2 separate regions of the Cyprinus carpio genome follow, and region 1 is linked to region 2. A link is a contact called in public Hi-C data. All regions are on one chromosome and are shown on one strand. Each heading gives the region's core, a stretch centred on a gene start, on an enhancer-like site or on the middle of the called end of the contact. The rest is flanking DNA. Distances are from core to core; before and after follow the strand shown.

What was found. A called contact is a pair of places that touch in the nucleus more often than the background predicts.
Region 1: a Hi-C map of red blood cells shows a contact between it and region 2, with 4 times the contacts expected there. The contact joins the enhancer-like site here to the promoter of LOC109112907 in region 2. A contact is called at or near these places in 4 of 8 Hi-C or Micro-C datasets (liver, red blood cells and skeletal muscle).

The regions. Positions count from the first base shown.
Region 1 is chrB20:13,866,483-13,873,539 of ASM1834038v1, forward strand. LOC109112907 (protein furry homolog-like) reads left to right here. Exons shown (of 62, transcript XM_042747192.1): 9 at 307-399; 10 at 1,138-1,236; 11 at 1,593-1,694; 12 at 4,578-4,681; 13 at 4,904-5,012; 14 at 5,249-5,335; 15 at 5,474-5,645; 16 at 6,171-6,303; 17 at 6,428-6,535. Among protein-coding and RNA genes, the nearest start is that of LOC109112907, 36 kb to the left of the region's middle. Within about 2 kb of position 3,974, at least 1 of the 8 cell types and tissues checked has an H3K27ac peak or open chromatin away from gene starts, as enhancers often do.
Region 2 is chrB20:13,832,540-13,838,763 of ASM1834038v1, forward strand. It overlaps LOC109112907 (protein furry homolog-like), which reads left to right and starts at 1,643. Exons shown (of 62, transcript XM_042747192.1): 1 at 1,643-2,613. The coding sequence starts at 2,406.

The DNA.
Region 1 (7,057 bases), core at 2,724-5,223, 36 kb after region 2:
CAGTTACAGGCAGTGAAATCCCGCACTCAGTTTGTGCTGCACTTAACAAGCACCATAATCCAGAGATTTTTATTGAGCCAATAGCTGCAAAGCGATGCTGTATTTTACTGTAGACCTCATATTTCTCCAACAACCCTGTGTGAGTGTGCAGGCCTTACAAAAGATTTAATAGTGGTGCATCCTTTTCAGTTACTAAAACTGAAACATTTATGGGTTTCTCTCGAATGATTAGTGTGAAGATCTGCATTTATTAATTAAATGTTTTGTTTTGTGTGTCTCTTTTCACCAACTCTGTTGGTGAAGCAGGAATGTGCTCAGTATTTCTTGGAGGTGAAGGACAAAGATATCAAACATGCACTGGCTGGCCTGTTTGTTGAGATCCTCATCCCTGTAGCTGCTGTAAGTACCGCAGAGCTCTCCATTTGTTTAAATGATATAATATCATTCATGCCTGTGCAAAAATCATACCTCTGAGCCAGATTCCACATGCGTACTGCAGAAATTTAATGCATTGTGGCTAAATTGCAACATTGCTACATCAACCCTGATTTAAATTAGTGTAGTTTCACAATATGGCGACTCAGAACATTACACAACTTTCCATTAATTCAAATCAGAATATGTGCGATCTGTAAACACTCTGCTGCAGTCCCATTCCAGGTTTTTCGATTTGCACCCATTTGCAGATTTTTAATGAGACAGACATTTAAGTATAAACAATGCTTTGAGAAGTAAACTGTATTTAAACCCTGAAATCGAGCTGGTTGTGTCTGATGAGAGCAAGAGTTTCAAAAAACCTGCACCTTGTCTTTAGGCAAAATCACGCAACTCTGCTTGCTTTTATTTCAAACCGATCATACACCGATCCGAACACATTGGCTCTTTGAAACTGTGTTTGTATCCAGATCACTTGACAGAGGCTCTGAGACTGTTCTGCAGAGTTCATGATGGTACATGTTTTGTCAAGTGGTTTGAGGTGGAGCTTATGGAATGAGTTGCTACAGAAACACAATTGAAATGTATTTCGTTTTGCATTAACACGATGAATAGCTCTGAGTGATTTGTGTGCTGTTGGGCACCGAGCGGGTGTAGCTCAGCGTGAGGACTTATATGTTTGTTCTTGTGTGTTTTTGGAAGGCGGTGAAGAATGAAGTGAATGTGCCCTGCCTGAAGAACTTTGTGGAGATGCTCTACCAGACGACCTTTGACCTCAGCTCAAGAAAGAAGCACTCACTGGTACAGTCCTTTTTTTTTTTGCTTTGATGCATACTTTCCCACAATCTTCTGCATCATTGTGCCAACCCAGAAGGCTGTCCTTCTTTTGTGGAACACAAAAAGACAAGTTTAGCTGATTCCACCGGTCGCCCTTTTCCATGCAATTACAAAGCTTCAAAGAGTACCATAAAACTGTCATAAAAGTGGGCCATAAAATGTATTTCACATTTTTAGTGTCTGCTCAATCAGTAGTGTTGAGTAATAATTGTTATTCACTGTAAATCCATCCTAGCTCACCTTGTCAAGTGCATGAGAGAAGATGCAATGTCCGATTTTTTTCTAGTTTGATATATTTTTAAATCTTTCTCTCTCCTCAGGCATTGTATCCCTTGGTCACATGTCTGCTGTGTGTTAGTCAAAAGCAGTTCTTCCTCAATAACTGGCACATCTTCCTTCAGAACTGCCTTTCCCACCTAAAGGTAATGTTTGTTTACTTTACAGTAGCTTTGTCACATCCTGAGAAAAAAAAAAAAACAATAGAGCTGACAGTTTCAATGCAGCTTAAAAGTAGCAAAAGCAGTTATAAATCCTACCTTTTAATCATGTTGTTTGGGCACTGCGAAAACAGAGGTGCTGATACATACAGATTCTGAAGCCTGGAGGCAGGTTTGCTGATTTAATATGAGAATTCATTCTGTAAGTGGGTTGGTTCACTTACATAATTTCGGAGAAAGGTGTGGTGTTACAAACAACATCTGTAAAATGCCTCTTTCTCGTACTGTTAAGTTAATTATACCTGTGTCATCCACTCTTTCTCAATCATATCTCCAAACCGTGTGTGTTTGTGCTTGTCCACGTTCTTTTTCAAAGTCGCTGGTTCAGCTATCAGGATGTGATCTTTTTTTTTTTTTTTTTTTTTGGTTTCTTAACTGCCTTTCCACAATGATTGAGTTTTCCTCCAATCTATGCAACTTTATCATGTGGATCTTGAGGATTGATACGTGATGCTTTGATTCGGTGGTGGTGATATTATGAACGAGTAATCAAACTCATTTGTAACTCCCTGCAGTACCGATTAAATACTTTACTCGCTATCCGTTAATCTAGATCAGGACTGGATCAGAATTGGACTGTAGTGTGAATCTTACTCCAAATCCACTTTAGGCCGCTTCTTACACATCTCAAAAGGACATGTGAACGATTCAGGATCAGAAGTGAAGTTTTCTCAGTGATCTGGTGTAATGTCTCTAGCCGGCTGAGCCCAGGTTTATGGGATTTGTAGTCTCAGTGGTGGATAATTCCTCTCCTGATTGATCCATGGACTCCCATTGCAGTTCTGCTTGTCTGTCTGCTCCCCGTCTGGTCTAACCCTGCTGTAGTTTGTCTTCCCAGATCAACAGACCTTAATCAGAGTGGACGTTATTTGAAGCCTTATTTTCATTTGCATTAAGTTTTTTTTATAGCGTCCACTCTGACTAAAGTCAGCACATAATCACTCTTGCTTGTAATCATCCATTTGCATGCACTAATCCTGCCTCCCATTTTTGTTTATGGTTTTTTTTTTTTTTTTTAAATTTCATTTTAATTCATTCCTGCCATTTGTCTTCTCACCCATCAGAAACTCTTCATCTTCATCAGCATATCACCTATATTTAAGTTCAGTTTAAAATAATCTTCCTAGAAGCTTTTGTCTAATGGGCCATTTTCATTCCTTAAGGAAGTATAGATACATTTTGGAATACTCTTGTTGATTCTGTAGGGAATCTGACACTGAAGTGTTCAATCCCATGCACCCTGCACTTTGTTTTGCATGTTGTTGTTGTAGCACAAAGCTTCGTTTTGTTCTTAAGTTTGTCTCTTGTTCTTTTTCTAACCTGCATGTCTTCCCCATCACCATCACCCCCTGTCCTTTGTCATCTTTTTTGTTACCCCTGCGTTTATTGGCTGCAGATGCCGTCAAACAACAGCATCCGTAAGCAGATTGAGACCCTGCAGGTGAGTTACCATGGTTACCCACAAGGCTAACCCTGCCCCTCAGAAGTCATGTGATTGACCTGTGTTCCACATGGGCTTCCTGAGACTTCTGGCTCTTTCGCCTGTCCATAGAGGAAACTAAATGGCTTCATTACTGTCCTGCTGTCCTCAAGAATTCACACAGGAAAACCACCCAGGTCAAGGAGTCACTGATGAAGGCGTCAGAAATGTTTTTATCTCAGGGCGGCATTAATTCAGCCCAAAACTCTTGCTTTTGCCAAAACAAATATAAAAGTATTTTGCATTACTATACATTTCCAAAAAAATATAGAATTAATTATTTCATCAGATTTTGTTAATTATGAAAGTGATTTATTTTTATCTTGCAAGAGGACCAGCCTAAATTTGAATGTTGCAAGAAGATTTGCAGCATAGTTTGACAGCAATCACAATGCACTTCTGGAAAATTATGGAAAATATAAATATTTTGATCATCAGTTTAAGTGTCCATGATCCTGCAGATCACAGTCTTTTTCTGTAGAAGTTAAAACAGTTTGCAAGATTGTTGCATTTACAATGGCTTGTTTTGAATGTACAGCTATTTGAAATGTACCTGCAGACTCATTAGAACAGTGAGGAAAAATGTATTGCTGATAATTCTATAAATAAATGGCATCCCTGTTGATGAAAGACACTAGGGAGTCCTCACTGTACTAATACTCTAATACTTATGTAGTTGATGTTCACTGCAAACCGTGCAATCATATCGCCCCCTATGGTGAGTGTTGGTCTTTACACCCTGTTTGATGCTGTTTACTGCAGTCTGATTAGCTGCTGTGTGTGTGCGAGAGAGAGACTGAGTAGCCAACAGTGTGAGTCAGTGACTCGATTTGGTCGAGCCGTGATGTGTTAATCACAGATTCATTCGCAGAGGTTGTATGAATCCCTCTGTCATCATCTATTGCTTCTGCTGAACAGTCAATTTATGAGTCATCTCTTTGTGCATCAGTGCAGTTAAAGCAGAAATTATGGCTCTTATTGGATTGTAAATGGAGTCCAGTGCGTCATATTCCTCATTAGCTCGTCATGAGCAGCAAGTGAACTATTGATCATGTTACAGATGAAGCAGCAGCTCTTTATGAAGGAATCTAGCATATTTTCTAGGTTAATTCACGAATTGTTGTCTTTGGAGGTCATTTTGACTCCCTGGGGGGGTTGTAAGACTGGAAGCCACTTTAAAGCAACGTGTTTGTAAAAATCCACAATAAGGAGTTTTTTAAAACTTTTTTAACTTCTTGCTCTTTTACTTTTTGGATAAAAATGCCTTATTTCTATGCCTTAATTTATGAGTTCTTGTTATCTGAGCATTTTTGTATCTTTCTTTTTAGAACAAAGATCCCAAAATGTCTCGTGTAGCACTGGAGTCTCTCTACCGGCTGCTCTGGGTTTACATCATCAGGATCAAGTGTGAGAGCAACACAACCACACAGAGGTAGGACACACAATCCTACAGATTTACAAAAATATCTTGAATTTATGCCAATTGCGCACACACTGGGAATACATTCACTCAATGCTAACACTAACCACAAACACACCATTGTTTGAGAAGATAAACCTCTCACAGATATAAACAAATATATACATTATTGTCTTGTAGACAATTCCTATTTATATGTATATAACGTTTCACATTATCTCTTTTCCTTCACAGTCGTCTCCTCAGTATTGTAACAGCACTTTTTCCAAAGGGCTCTCGCAGCGTGGTGCCCCGGGACACACCCCTCAACATCTTTGTTAAGATTATTCAGTTTATCGCTCAGGTAAAAAAAAAAAAAGAAATAAATAAAAAACACTCAAAACATATTTTAGAACATCTCAGGTTCATATCCAGCCTTCGTTTTGGCCCAATCCTAAAGCTAGTTACCCACTTTACCATCAACGATCTATTATTTTGTAATAAACGTAAAATGATCACAATGAACATTTGGGAGGTTGGTTGTGGTTTATTGCGTTGGTTTTCATTAGTTTGTGGCATGTTGTTTTTCCCTCTCTAAAGGAACGGCTGGACTTTGCCATGAAAGAGATCATCTATGACCTGCTGTGTGTGGGCAAGTCCCAAAAGACCTTCACCATTAATCCAGAGGTATGTGAAGACATTCACATAATGTGGCAGCCATTAAAAAATTAGCAAAAAAAAAAAAAACTAAAAATTGTGGTAATCGCTGGATAAAAAGATAAACATTGAAACTAATGATCTCTCTCTTATCTGTCTCTCTCTCAGAGGATGAATATTGGTCTCCGGGCCTTCCTGGTGATAGCCGACAGCTTACAACAGAAGGACGGCGAGCCACCCATGCCCACTACAGGTGTCATCTTACCTTCAGGCAACACACTGCGGGTCAAAAAGATCTTCCTCAACACCACTCTCACAGACGAGGAAGCCAAGGTCATCGGTACGGACCCTTACAGTTCCTACACAGCTCTCCAAAAAGAAGATATTTCTGAGTACAGCCTACCCTACCCTAAAGCATTTGGTCATGTTCGAATAGTTGATTTTAATGTAATTGTGATTCCTGGAGCATGAGCTGTCCTCATTGAGCTTTCAGCATAAATACAGTTGTGACTTCCTGCCAAGTTCTTTTCTGTGTGTTTTTGAGCAAGAAAGTTTGAAATATTTCGGGATTGCAATTGTGGTCCATTCCTCTTTTTTTTTATAATTTTTTTTTATCTATGTTGGCTTTAGTCACAATATCCTCATATACATCAATTTGACTGTACATTTTTAATAGTTTAGCTTTTCCAGTAAAACTCATTGCATGCCCATTAGTGGAGATAGTGGTGTATTTATCTGGCCTCATTGTTTAGAGGTTGAGGAAATGCCTCTGTATGTAGTCTGTTGTAACATTTTTCCGTTCTTGTACCAGATTTTGCGTGTGAACTAAGCTGTTTTCTTTCTGTGTATGTGTTTGTCTGTGTAGGTATGTCTCTGTATTACCCTCAGGTTAGGAAGGCCCTGGACAACATCCTCAGGCACCTGGATAAAGAGGTGGGACGATCCATGAGCATGACCAACGTTCAGATGTCCAACAAAGAGCCAGAGGACATGATCACGTTAGTTTCTTAAGATTTTATTTAGCATAAATATGATATAAGAATTTTTAAAAAGGTATGAAAACGAATGGTGTTGTTTATTTGGCTCTCAGCGTGTTTATTGTATGTTTGTGTTCTGCTGTAGTGGGGAGCGTAAACCGAAGATTGATCTGTTCCGGACATGTGTAGCTGCCATTCCTAGACTAATCCCAGACGGCATGAGCAGACAGGATCTCATCGAGCTACTGGCCAAGTAATGACCTGTGACCCTCATGTCAACCCTCATTCATCCCCACAAGAAAACTCCAGCCATTCCCCAGTTCACTAGTTCTGTTGTTGCTTGATAACAATTACATTTATGCCTACTGACCATTCACAAAATTTTATGATCTGATTCTGATTCACAAGCTATCAGTTTAATTCAATATTGATTGTTTTGGAAATATTTCAGTTTAAATGTAAACAGGCTGGTTATTACATTTCAGTTATTACATAATTTACTGATTGCTACAGTGCGTGGTGTGCATTATGAGTTCAACATGCTCTGGGTTCACTTTCTCATGTTTACATATTTCCCACAATGTTTGGTCTTTATAGTTTATAGCCTATAACACAGCAATTTGGAATGAGGATTTTCAACACAGAAAAACTTTAAAGTTCTTCTCATGCAAAGTGTTTATTTATTTTAGGGGTATGAGTCAAACAGAAAAATCACACTTATTCAGAAAGTACCCATAGACTAATATGAAATGCTGATTTCCATATATTTATGACT
Region 2 (6,224 bases), core at 393-2,892:
CATTATCACAAAATGATATACATGCTCATACATTTGTTTTTACCTTGTCCTGAGGTTTGCTGGCATTGATTTTGGCCACCCCTAGAGGGCAGACTTGAGCTTTGAGATTTGAGCGATGGACACACACACACACACACAGAGTTGGCTCAGTCTGACTCTGAACTTATTCTTCTCGTTCTCATGCAACTTAAAGCTTATGCAACACTATTAATTTGTTGGGAGCTAGATATTAAAGGGTCTTTATGCCAGAAATGGGTAACACTAACATAAAAAGACATTAAGAGATTATTTAATAACAATCTATGTGCATATTTTTTGTCTGCTCACACATTAAGGAACTGAAACATCACATGGCTTGCCTGACATGTTCACACGGAGCTTAAGGGTGTGAGCATTTCCTGTGAATCATTTGCACCCACTTTTCTGTTCTGTCACTCTGAGATATGAGTCTTGTGAACGAATGAGGTTATATTCAGTACTGTGGAATTTTTGTATTTTGAGAGGCTCTTAACTAGGACCGATTTGTCCTTCACTGATTCTACAGAAGAGCTTTTAAAATAAACCTTTACAGTTTTTAATTACAAATTACATATGCTCTTTCCCGTTTAAAAGCATGGGGGGGTTGCTAAAATACAATAAGTGTGTGTGTGTGTGTGTGTGTGTGTATATATATATATATATATATATATATATATATATATATATATATATATATATATATATATATTTTTTTTTTTTTTTTTTTTTTTTTTTTTTTTTTTTTTTTTTTTTCTCATGCAAGTTTCAAAACATGCTTACATCATGCTTTATAGTTTATGGCTTAAAAAGTTTAAAATATTGGTGTTTTTCTCACACACACCTATTGTTTCACTTCAGAAGACATTTGATTCATCAACTAGAGTCGTATGAATTACCACATGTTTGATTTGCGTGGTTTTTGAAGTGTTAACTTTGATGGTCCAATCTCATAGAGATGGATACATTTTCTAAAAAGCTCTGTTTGTGTTCCTCAGAAGAAAGTCACTTTTACCAAGGTTGACATATGAGATGCTTTGAAATGATAAAATGTGTGCATATTAGGAGTTATCCATAACTCCATGCTCTTCTGAAGAGTTAGTGTATTGTATTGAATGGAGGCTCAGACAGCAAGTTAGTGTCAGTATTACGATATCCATTGTCAGCGAAAGCAGCCTGCTCATTTGAATATGTTACAGTGAGTCAGCAGAAAGGCCTGCCATATGCAAAATGCTTCCCAACACAAACATTTTCCATTGATTTACCTCAGGACACCTTACATTTTGCCCAGCCAACTGGAAAACTCAAATATTTCTCTTGTATCACTGTATAAATGTGCTCATATTATGCTTTTTATTTGTCCAAATAGCCTTTATTTGAGTGTGTTTGTGTTTTTACCAGAGTAAAATTTGACAAACGTGTCAGTCTGCAGTTTCAAACATGCCACAAAAACTAGTTCACCCACTGCCCTGCTGTAAACTGGAAGTGAAACCAACAGTCTGTGTGGGGGCGTGAGACATTTTAACTGTTTTACAGCATGCCATCTGAGGTATTATTTTATCATTTTTTTCATCCAGTGGAAGGGAAATATGTAAGGGAAGTTATAGATAGAATTGTGTGTGTGTGTGTGCGTAAGAGGGGAATGTAAAGAGCTGCTCTAGTTTTAAACCTGATAAAACTTATCAGAGCGCAGCAGCACGCTGAAGATGCCACGCCTTCTCACTTTGTTATGCACTCCCTAGCCATCATAGATGAGTCTTCCTCCCTCCCTTCTTTTAGAAAGTAGAAACGTCTGGGCGTGGTTGGTAGCAGCTGTGTTTTGATTGGACGCTCTCCCAGGCGTATATTATCTCCTGTTGGACACGTCCTTGCTCCCCCAGATAACACACTCGAGCTGAAAGACTCCACCTACTGTTGTCAAATCATCACATCAAAGTGTTCAGTCCATCCTGCATGAACAGGCAGGTAGTAAGGTTGGTCTCTGGCTGTGTGAAAGCTCAAGTGAACTTTAGGTTACGCTTTGCGAAGTGCTCACAGCTGGCCTGTGGCATGTGGAGTACGGGCAGGTGGAAGAACTCAGCGGCTGGATCTACAGGTGCTCACATGTACCTCATCTTGGATCTACCATCGACAGCTTCTGCATTACATCGAGATTATCTCCACTTCGTCTGGGTGCTTGTGTGTGTGTATAGACACTTCTAGTTTAAACTGACACGACAGAGGAACCTGTGGTGAAGTCCAAGTTTGACAAGCTGTGGTTTTCCTGGGGTGGAGGAGCCGTTCTGCGGTCCAGTCACAGACGGCCTGATTCCTCAGAGGGGATGGTGGGTGGCAGGGCCGTCACTGTGCGCCTGCACAGGCGCCTGGAGTGAAAGTGTCACAGTGCAAACATGGAATTCCTCAAGAGCCTCGTTCCCACGGTCATCTCCGGGGATGGCGGGCTGCCGGCGACGGACGTGGGGGGAGTATGGCCGCGGGAGACTGGCCCTCGCTTGCTGAGGATGAAGAGGCTGGTTTCACAGGCCAATGAAGAGGAGCAAGATGGATCCAGTCTGACTAGCCGGCCAGCTGTCCGTCTTCAACGACATCGTGCCAAAGGTACCGTCAGGAAAGAGGAAGGGATGGGTATTCAAACATGATTTTAACTGTGTTGGAGAGAGGAGACTGTTTGATTAGGAGGTGTGTGTGCAAGGTGTGTGTTTGCACCATTTTTGTTTGTAGTTCAGCTGTGATATAAGATAAATTGCAGACAAGAGGGAACATGCAAATACTTTGTGTAACCCAACTGCGAAGTCTTAAGTTAGTCATTAGTGAGAATTATTCAAATATTGAGAGCTGGTATAAAACCAGGAACTTTAAGGTATTTTATGCAATACAAATGCAGAAAGGGAGCAGTATGGTCATGACGAAAATAATCTCATCACTCTGAGTTTATTGGCACTGAACCAGGTTGGTATTGTTTTGAAACAATGATATATTTGTCAAAGTGAGTTATTGTTAGCATCACTATTTCCAATCTTGAGCTATGACAGCAAGACTCAAAATAATGTGTTAATCATGCAGACACCATATCTGAGGTTTTAACACTTATGCTACCGTTCAAAGTTAAAGGCGTTAGTAAACATTATTATTTTTATTATTATTATTAATTATATTATTATTACTATTATTAACAAAATGTTTTACTTTTTTGGCAAGAAAATATTAAACTGATTAAAAGGGACAGTTTATAATAATATGAAAGATTTTTTTATCAAAATATGTCACTATCAAGCACAACTGTTTTCGATTGATAATAAAAAATTATTGAGCATTAGCATATAAGAAGGATGTCTGAAGGATCATGTGACGCTGAAGAATATAGTAATGGCTGCCACAACAGGAATAAATTACATTTGAAATAGGGTTGGGCCATGTCTACCAAATTGGCATCGGACGATGTCTACAGTGAAATGGATGGACGATGACATCGGGGGGCGGGGTTATGGGTGTGCCCGAAGCATGAAACAAATAACACGTTCTATGGAGCCACTAAAAGGTTAGCCACTTGCTAGCAGGGTACATGAAAGTTCACTTACCACATAAATGTCTGATGGGATGTTGGCGAATGATTTGCAGATCCTGAGCAACAATGACAAACATATAATCTTGTCAAATGTGTAGTAAGTACTGCCACTCCATAGTATAGAGTTCTTGTGATTGCGAATCTCAAAAGTGAAAGTGAAAGTAAAATGACAGCGTGAAATCGAAAGCGGTTTCAATAGCGCCTCCTTGATGCCCGCAATTTATATACTGTCACCTATGCTTACCCAAGGATATAATTGCGAGAAAAAGTATTGAAGTATTTTTTTTAATTCTCCCAACTCTTAGGCTATTTATTCCCTTTAGGGTTTCCATAGTACACTTCATTTTCTTTCCGAACACTGAACTGGGATGCGGCGGATTGCAAGGGGTTGGGGGGGAATCACGATGTCAGCTTAACATCGTGATGTCAGTCAGCCATTGGCGAAGGATGATGGCATTGTCTATCGGCCCAACCCTAATTTGAAAGTATACTCAAATAGAGGCTATTTTAATTGTAATAATACATCACAACATTACAGTGTTTATTGTATTTTTGGTAAGATAAATGCAGCTTTGGTGAGCATAAGAGACTTCTTTAAAAAAAAAATGGGACTGACTCTAAACTTTTGAACGGTAGTGTATGTAGACTAGAGATAATGTCAAGGCACTGCTAACTGGAGAAATACAAGGCTCTTCAGATCAAAATGGACTCTTAAAGTGCCCTGTTTGGTTATGGATTTATTGGTGCATATTATTTAAAAGAAATAATAACTAATCTTTCATCAAATGCGTCTGTCACCAGGCTCTTCCCACTAACCACCATGCGTCACATATATAGACTGCTTTTAATGATCCATTCATCTAGTCTTTTCCCCCAGGGTAAAGTTACACCCTAATTCTTTCCTGTCGCATGTCCACTTTAATTTGGAAATCTGTCAGATTTTGCAGTGAATTTTTAGGCCGATGTACTAAAAAGAAAAACAAAGTCGACTTTAAAGTTAAGGAAGTCTTTGTTTCGTGAAAAGAGACTGATTGTTAAGTTGAATACTGTTCTGCATTTAATCAGGCAATACAGTTTTTGTTGACAGTTTTTGTTGCTCATAACTTGGCTGCTGGAAGCAGATGAATGCATTTGTGACCATAAATGTATTGGACTCTTCAACACATCTCCCTGACAGAGTCATATGGGGATAAATGAGGATCTTTGTGTGTCATTCACGGCTGATCCAGCTACGACCACTCTTCTTGGTATGTCAGCTCCTTGGTTACAGGAAAACAGTGTGGGGAGTGTAATGTTGCATCACTGCATGTGACTCTGCATTCAAAATGCAAATTGACCACCACGCATTCAAATATGATGGAAAACACCAGTTCAAACTGGACCAAGAGTTTTTTTCTGTATCCTTCGAAGGTTGAAGCCTGAGCTTCTCTCAGTATGTGCTGATAAAGTTATAACATGGGTAGTAGTCAGTATGCGTGTGTGTGTGTGTGTGTGTTTGTAGGTGTTTACATTGCAACCAAACCACACCTCACTCTTCCTAAATTGATGAGTCTTGAGTGTTCAGGTGAGGATTTGGGTTTTAAATGTGCCTGCCAGGACATGCTCATGTTCCCAAATGTATTTAAATGCTCCACACCTGTCATTCTTAAGTAACTATATTTTTTAAAGATACTGCAACTAGGTATCACTCAATTTGTTGAATTGATTTTTCAATTAATCTGATGTTCTGCATCTCCCCTTTAAACAATGTGCAAAAATAAGTGAATAAACTACCATTCAACAGTTTGTGGCTTTTTAGAAATAAGTCTCTAATGCTCACCAATGTTGCATTTATGCTGTAAAAATGATAAATATTATTACAACTGTTTTCTGTTTTAATGCATTTTCAAATGTAATTATTCCTGAATTCTCATCGGCCAGTTGTGCTTAATGGTTTTGTGGAAACCAAAGATTAGAAAATTCAAAAGACCAGCATTTATTTGAAATAATATAAATATTTTGTAACATTATAAACGTTTTACTGTCACTTTTGATCTATTTAGTGCATCCTTGCTAAATAAAAAAATAATGTCTTTAAAAAAAAAAAATTCCTGACCCTAAACTTTGGAACAATAGTGTATAAAATGACATACACTGTCTGCAAAGTGGTTTAAAAAATATAAGTTGCAAATATAAAGTGATTTGAAATGAAAGAATTCACAACAACTGTTAAAAAAGTAGTTACCAAGAGTTAACTGTTCATTTTCAGTAAGTTATAAATATATAATTGAGTTGCATTTAAAATTTTAAGTTTCATTTTGGTTATTTAAAGCTTAACTTGGATGTTTAACAGTGTTTATTGTTTTAATTATGATGCGCTCTTTCTCTGCACAGCACAAAGTCTCGATAATTGATAAATAAATAATTGTTGATTACTTTCATTAATGATTTTATTGAATTAGTTGTTACACAAACAGCTCTCATTGTATTTAGACAGGGTGAACCTCAAATGTATCTCATTGTTTTAATTATTGGAGAGTTTTCCTTTGCAGTAACTAGTAATAGATTCACAAATAATCAACCACCTCTTTGATTTTAGCCTGTAGTTGACCCTTGAAGCTCAAGAGGCATATTCTCCTTAATTGCTTTGATTTGATTCTGAATG